Linked DNA regions of Hordeum vulgare: region 1 is linked to region 2. A link is a contact called in public Hi-C data. All regions are on one chromosome and are shown on one strand. Each heading gives the region's core, a stretch centred on a gene start, on an enhancer-like site or on the middle of the called end of the contact. The rest is flanking DNA. Distances are from core to core; before and after follow the strand shown. Region 1 holds the start of LOC123427463 (F-box protein PP2-A13-like). Region 2 has its middle 160 kb from the start of LOC123427462.

Evidence for each region. A called contact is a pair of places that touch in the nucleus more often than the background predicts.
Region 1: a contact with region 2 is called in a Hi-C map of seedling, with 4 times the contacts expected there. The contact joins the promoter of LOC123427463 here to the enhancer-like site in region 2. A contact is called at or near these places in 2 of 6 Hi-C or Micro-C datasets (leaf and seedling).

Annotation. Positions count from the first base shown.
Region 1 is chr2H:585,589,008-585,593,157 of MorexV3_pseudomolecules_assembly, reverse strand. It overlaps LOC123427463 (F-box protein PP2-A13-like), which reads left to right and starts at 1,373. Exons shown (of 3, transcript XM_045111518.1): 1 at 1,373-2,245; 2 at 2,663-2,781; 3 at 4,018-4,150. The coding sequence starts at 1,892.
Region 2 is chr2H:585,365,449-585,369,402 of MorexV3_pseudomolecules_assembly, reverse strand. No RefSeq gene overlaps it. Among protein-coding and RNA genes, the nearest start is that of LOC123427462, 160 kb to the left of the region's middle. Within about 2 kb of position 2,247, at least 3 of the 3 cell types and tissues checked have open chromatin away from gene starts, as enhancers often do. A contact at or near this core is called in leaf and seedling, where this site is marked.

The DNA.
Region 1 (4,150 bases), core at 124-2,623, 220 kb before region 2:
TTATTGCTAGGTTTCTTCCTGTCTACATTATGTCGTCTTGTTTAATGCGTTATTCCATTTATTTTAAACCTAATACTTTGAGATGCATGCTGGATAGCGGTCTTGGGATGGAGTAATAGTAGTGCATGTTGCTGGATTAACGGTCTACTTATCTTGGACGTAGTGCCTATATAAGATTATGCCATGAATGATCATAGTGATACTCGTTGCTATTCTTGTCAATTGCCCAACTGCAATTTGTTATCTTGTTGTTTGCCTCTTTTCGAGAGATATCTCTAGTGAACCTATTGCCCCGGGGTCCATCTTTCATTAATACAAGCTTCAACAAAATTACCTTTTTACTTTTATCGTACCATTATCTATCTATTTGCTTTTAATCTTGTAACTAGCAAGACAAGAGGCTTGACACCCCCCTTGCCAAGTTGGGTATAAGTATTGGTTTTATTTGTGTGCAAGAATTGTTGACCTCATTAGTTTGGTGATTTCTACTCGTTCTATTAAACCTTGATCCTCAATTGAGAGAAATATTTTCATTTGGTGCTATATCATCCTTTCTTTTTAGTGCAAAACCCAACAACACCTACGGAGTAGCAGACATCAATGGTGATGATGATGGAACCATAGAAAAAAATTGAGATATGCCTCATCACTAGAATTGTCCATTCCAACCGAAATTTTAGTAGGCTTTTTCCATTCATATTATGATGGTCACAATCTAAGCCTCTCACAATTTTCTTTATTAATCACGCCAATTTCCCTATGGTTGTTCGACGATATCCCAGTTAACTTTCTATTGTGAAATTTTTGTGCATGTATATATAAGACGGGTAGAAATGTATAAACGTGAACCGGCTAAGATTTAAGAAAATCTCAATATATTGAGACATGCCCGGATATGTAAATAGGAAGCCACTATTCATCATGTGAACTGGTTAAGATTTAAGCCATTATTTTCAGTTTCAGCAAAATTACACTGTGTGTTTCCTTTCTTCTTTCTCTTCATGTCACCTCTAGCACCGCTTTCCTCTCTGCCAAATCGACTAAACATAATTTTTTTTCCGGCTTCCCAAGGTTTAGAAAATGCACTGCGAATACATTACTCCCTCTGGTGTATTCCTCCGTCCTAAAATAACCGTCTCAACTTTGTACTAACTCTAGTACAAAATTGAACTAAGTTTAAGACATTTATTTTGGGACGGAGGCTTATAAATTAGGTTTGAAAAAGTAAGAATACTGATCCGCAATGCCCAGCCAAGCCATGTTCCCCGACTCGAGGCCACGTTCAGATCACAGACCTACCTCCAATAGATAAACACTGTAAATCCAACCTGATCCGTTAAGAGACCCAAAGATTGGCACTCCACTAGTACTGTACAACAATATCCACTTCAATTTATACCTGTCCTAAAAAGCGCGCTGCTACAGGCCCATGTCAGCGTCCGTCTGCCTCCGTTAAATCCTCCCAATCCAGAATCCTCCTCGCCTCCCCTCCCCTCCAATCCGAGAAACAATGGCGGAATCCCTCGTGGGCGGTTCCACCCCTGTCCCCGTCTGAAGCGTGTTTGTCTCCCAGCCCGATTCGGTGGCCCGTGTCTGCCCGAGAACCCGTGGCCTGCGGCAGATTTGGTCGCCAAGTTCTGAGCTTTCCTTCCGTCAGGCTGGTGTTTCGGGACACGGGCGCCCGCGGATCGTTCTGGCTCCGGATGAAGGCTTCTTCGCTGCACGTCCGCTGATCCGAAGCGGAATTGGCGGTCCTCCAACCGTCGCCGCCGGGTAGGTGCCCACCTGGAAGGCATTGCGGGCTGAAGCCGGACAAGTTCTGAAACTTTTCCGTGCCCTGGAGCAATCTGTCGTCGAATCGCCTGGCAATTGGCTGCGGCTTGGAGCGCAGATGGGGGCGGGGGCTTCGAGCATGGCGGGGGCGGAGGGGTGGGGCCAGACGTCGCTGGGCGACATGCCGGAGAGCTGCGTGGCGCCGGTGCTGCTCTACCTCGACCCGCCGGAGATATGCCTCGTCGCCCGCCTCAACCGGGCGTTCCGCGGCGCGGCCTCCGCCGACTGCGTCTGGGCCACCAAGCTTCCCGCCAACTACCGGTACCTCGCCGCCCTCGCCGCGGCGGCCGACGACGACAGCAGCAGCGACGGCTCAGTGGAGGGCAATGGTAGGTGCTGCTCCTCCGCGGCGACCAAGAAGGAGAAGTACGCGCGCCTGTGCAGGCCAACCCCCTTCGATGGGGGCACCAAGGTACCTTAATCTCATTTTTACAGTTTCTACTGGTCCTTGTTACTAATACAGCTTGCTTTAAGCATGGTCATTATTTGCTCTTGTTGTGATGACAAAAAAGAGGTCTTCCTTGGAAGAGAGGATCTAGAAGGTAGGTTTGGTTTGTGTGCAATCAATCTGACATGTTTAGAGGGATTTATTAACTATGAACCGTAATGTTTCTGTGAATTTCGATTATGGATTGCCTGGGTGCTTATGTGAGCTGGATTGCTAGTAGACTCATAAAGGACCCCGATATATGGAACAGTAATTCCCCTTTCATGTGCCAGAGTGTATTGGTTTCTGTTTTCCTTCCTTGTTTATGTTTGCTGTCTTGGATGGTGTTTATTCTTGGATTTCTAGTATGCTGAAATTACTTGACTGGAAACACCTATGTAGGAATTCTGGATCCAGAAGAGCAAGGGTGGTCTTTGCATGTCCATCTCCTCAAAGGCTTTGGCAATTACCGGTATCGACGATCGGCGGTATTGGAGCCACCTCACCACAGACGAGTCAAGGTACTTCCGTCTTGCTAAGTTTTGGATTAATAGTTGCTCCATGGGAAGTTAAGGTTGAATTCAATGGAAACTATTTTTTTTTGTGGAAACCTTCTCAGATTTTTGTTCTAATTGAAAATTTGAGTAATTTTTACTAGAACATGCACTAGAACGTGTTGCATAGCAAATTTGAGCATAGAAGGGAACATCTCTGTTGTGTCCTGGTTTTCCAAATATCCTATTGTATGGAGGTGAACTCTTAGGATATCCATGCTTATTGGTTGTGTGCCACTGTGTAGTTGGTATGACCATTTCCTTGTTATTGAATAGTAGGAATAACAGGTGTTGTTTGCCCTCTGCTGAGAAAGAACTTTAGTGCAATGCATACATATTTGTCTTGCCGACAAGGCCCTATTCCTCGATTGTAAGGATGCTTTGACTTTCAATTCTTTCCCTTAACCATAAGGTGCATCAGTGTAGGCAGCAGCTATGGTAAAAATAGAGAATGCTAACTTGGGAATGTGATTGGTATGTCTTGGTGGTTGATTAAAGTGCTGGGGTCTGGTAGTTCATAGATGGGGAATTACATATCATTAGTTCTTCAGGCTGCGCGCTCTAAGAGATGCTACAAAGCTCATACAGTAGTCATAGACAGGAGCTCATTTCTGCGATAAAGGTCTATTTCGGTTTATCTGTTGCGCTAGTATGACATGCCTTTGGTCTTGTGATGTACTCCCTCTGTACCACAATACTTGTAGCTGGGGGTACTTGTATTAGTGCTCCCCAACAAGTATTTAGGTACAGAGGGAGTACTATATTCATATAGAAAATCTTGGAGCCAATCATCATATTGCATACTTCCAAAACTAACACTTCAGTCTCGTGGTAAAACATGTAGGTCTATCCTTGTTTCTACTCTGCTTATTGATTTATTTCCGATGCAAATCGTACCACTAAAGACAATGTTATGATGTGATTTGATTATGGGCTGAATATATATCTTGCGAAGTTGCGCACCGCCGACTCTGTAAATTTTGGTGTTTACGTAACTTGTCCACTGAGTATGGTGTAATCTTTGTTCTGCTAAAGCGTGTCGTTGCTTCATTGCAGTATTGATTGATCTAGCATCAAGCTTAAAAAGAGCTTTTGACACTTGTAGTTTCACACAACTGTACTTCTCTTCCGATGTCCTTTTCTATGGTCATCGTTACAGTTGCAGATAAGTGACTGCTAAACTGCTATCTTATCCTGTTACAGATTCCATAGTGTTGCCTACCTTCAGCAAATATGGTGGCTGGAGGTGGCTGGGGAGATTGATTTCTGCTTCCCTGCTGGTTCATATAGCCTTCACTTCCGGCTCCACTTAGGCCGGCCGCACAAGCGCATGGGC
Region 2 (3,954 bases), core at 998-3,497:
GCACACACAAGAATATCAACCGCTACACTATTGCTCCCCAGCAATGGCACTAGAAAAAGGTCTTGATAACCCACAAGTGTAGGGGATCGTTTGTAGCCTTTTTGATAAGTAAAAGTGTCAAACCCAACGAGGAGCTAAAGGTAGAATTAATATTCTCTCAAGTTCTATCGATCACCGATACAACTCTACGCACGCTAACACTTACTTTACCGAGAACAAGTGTGAAGCTATTTTGCAGGAACAAAACTAGAAGTACTTTGCGAGAATAATGCTATGGATACTTTGCAAGATAATAAAAGCTACTTCCTTCGTCCCAAAATAAGTGAATCAACTTTATACTAACTCTAGTACAAAGTTATTACAAAGTTGAGTCACTTATTTTGGGGCGGAGGGAGTAGTTGTTTAGTAGAAAGCTTTTTGTAACACAAAATAAAGATTTGTCTATAGGGGATTGATAACTAAACCGGAAATCATTATTGCAATTTTATATGAGGGAGAGGCCTACGCTAACATACTTTCCATACTTGGATCACATGCACTTATGATTGGAACTCTAGCAAGCATTCGTAACTACTAAAGATCAATAAGGTAAAACTCAACGATAGCATTAACACAGCAAGTCTCCTTTATTTCCATAAGTAAACAGTCCCCTTACTCGGTTGTAAGCTTATGACACTCTACCAACCACTATAAGGAAAGCATGAACATTTTCCAAACCCTACAACGATGGTGCCACACGCTTGCGCGACATGACGGCCACCATTGTACATCAACAAAATAAAACATACAAGTCAAACCAATCCCGATCATCAATCAACCCATAGGACAAGACAAATATACTCAAACATCACAAGATAGCCGCACATCATTAGGTAATAATATATAGCATTAATCACAACGTTAAAGTAGAGATTAAAATGGGTAAGAGAGGTTTTACATCGCTGCATAGAGGGGGACAGAGTTGGTGGTGATGGTGATGATGATGAAGTTGTTGGTGTAGATTGTCGTCGCGATGGTTGCCCCGGTGGCATTTTGGCGCCACTCGAAGAGAGGGGGAGAGAGCCCCTCCTTCTTCTTCTTCTTCCTTGGTATCCCCCTAGATGGGAGGAGAGTTCCTCCTCTGGTCCATGCCCGCCATGGCTCCCGGAGGACAAGAGCCCCTCCAATATTGGATCTCTCTCTCTCTGTTTCTCTCTTGTTTTCACGATTCTTTTTTCATCCGTTCATCATTTCTTAAATATCCGAAGATCCACAGCTCCGACTGGGCTGAAATTTTGAAGAGATTTTTATTAGGAAATTATCTTTGTTGTGGTGATAGAAGGGCCCTAACCGATTTACGGGGTGGCCCCAAGCCATTAGGGCGCGGCCACCCCTGGTCGCGCCTTGTTGGCTTGGGAGCACCTCGGCACCATGTTGTGTTCATTCTTCTTTCCAAAATTCACATATATTCCGAAAACAATCTTCATAAATTTTGATCGCATTTGGACTCCGATAAATTTTCTGCCAAACATGAAAAAACAGTAGGAACTCGCAGTCGGCACTCGATTAGTAAGTTAGTCCCAAAAATATTATATAATATTGACAAAAGTATACGAAAGTTGTGGAGTATTGACGTGAAACGATCAAAAATTATAAATAGGACGCACACTTATCAGCATCCCCAAGGTTAATTACTGCTAGTCTTCGAGTAAATAAATGATAAAAAGATGATTTTTAATGTAAAATGTTGTCTAACATTATCTTGAATAAATGTGTAATCATGACATTAGTATTTAGATACAACTGATTTAAGTAAATAGTTCCTGGTCTATTCGGAAAATGTACAATGTGAATGCGAAAATAGGCATATGTTAAAAAAAAGAAATAAAGAATAGAAATATTTAATAAAAACAAGAAAAAGAGAACACAAAGAAAACCTACTCAAACAAAGGAAACCGATAAGAAAAATAAATAGAAGAAAAAGTACTCAAACGAGAGGTGCTATAATACTAGGCGGACCAACTCCCTCGCGCCTAGAGGGACCGAGTTATGTCTCAGTACGGGCAAAAAATAGCCTTCGTGACGAGCCCATAGGCTTCTATATTTATGGTTTCCAGAAGTAAGTTTATGAAATTTCTTCAAGTTTGATGAGTATGAGCGGAGATGAGGCAATTCCTATTTGACGCTCGCGTGCGTCGATACACATCATTTTCGTTGAAGTACGCGAGCTAACACCAGGAAATAGGACCTCCTATTCGCCGCTCTGTGCGGCAACCAGTCGGGGCTTCGCACAGGGCGACCCCCGACTGCGACGGCCAGTAGGTGCACAACGACTATAGTTTTTTTTCTTTTTTTTCTTCTAAAACTGCAGTTTTTTTAAATGTAGAACATTTTTCTAAAAGCAAAAAATATTTTTCGAATTTGAATAACAATTTGTTAAAGTCGAGAACATTTTTTAAATGGCAGATCACTTTTTTAAAATACGGAACATTTTAACAAATTCTGGAACTTTTTTTCAAAATCTTGAACAGTTTTAAATTCCAGAACATTTTTTCAAATTCCGAAACATTTTTTAAAAATAAGGAATATTTTTACAAATTCCGGAACATTTTTACAAATTCTGGAACATTTTTTCAGATTTCATAATATTTTTACAAATTCCGAAACATTTTTTCAAAATATTAAACATTTTTTCAAATTCGAGAGCAATTTTTCGAATTCCAGATTTTTTTAAAAAAAAATTCAGAACCATTTTGAAACAAAAATAGAAAAAAAGAAACAAAAGCAGAAACAGAAAAAAAGGGTTCAGGAAACCTTCTAGAAGTTTCCCAAAGCCGGAAAAAACCGGTTGGAACCTCTAGAAGGTTCCCAAACCGGGCAAGGTTCCCTCGCTACCTCGCTACCTGGGCCAGCCCAATCCCCCGCTCGCTCTGTGCGAAGCCTCGACACCGCTTCGCACAGAGCGGCAAATAGGATTTTTCTCAAAGAAATGGGCCAAGCCCACTGCGAGAGGAAAATATGTGCTAGGCAAACCAGTTTTGGGAACTTTCTAAAACGTTCCCTCAATCGGTTTTTTCTGTTTCTGTTCTTTTACCGGTTATTTCGTTATTCTTTTTTCTTTTTCTCTCTTCCTTTTTGTTTCTGTTTTTTAATTTTTTTATTAGTTTTATGTTATACTTTTGACGTTATATTTTTTCCTTTTTTTCAAAGAGTTTGAAATTCTAATATTTGTTCATGATTTCCAAAATTGCTCATGTTTTTTAATTTTTTCACTTTTTATAGAACCTGTTCATGTTTTCAAATCTTGTTCACTTTTTGCAAAATTGTTCACAAATCAAAAAAAATCAGAATATATCACAACAATGTGCAATGTGTACTAAAATATTGTTCAACATATATCACAAAATTATTAATTTGTATTTAAAATTTGTTCAGTATATATCACAAAAATGTTCAATGTGTACTCAAAATTGTTCATCATATATCACAAAATTGTTTAATCTGTATTTAGAAACTGTTCAGCCTATATTTAATAATTGTACAAATATATAAAAAATGTTCACGTTTTCATTTTTGTTGAACTTTTTCAGAAACTGTTTGAATTTGGAATTGTTTTGCAATTGCAAACATTATTCACATTTTTATGAAAATTGTTCACTTTTTTTTGCAAGAAATATTGGGATGTTTTGGAAAAAGGGATGCCGCTGTTGCTAAGTATTCGCGTTGTGTTTTTGCTAAGAACAGTTTCCATCTCGAGTGGCAACCAGGGGCGGATCCAGCATAGCGGGCCGCCCAGCCCCCCCATTGTATAATGTAGGAACTGCTATAGTATAGCGCTACAGTATACAAAGGAATTGAGCCTCATGCCCCCCTCCTCTCCCGGCCTTGGGCCTAGATCCACCACTAGAGGCAACCAACGTAAGTTTTATCAAGAAAAAAAACTGTAAGTTTTATAGCTTTATGTGAGGAGTTCGA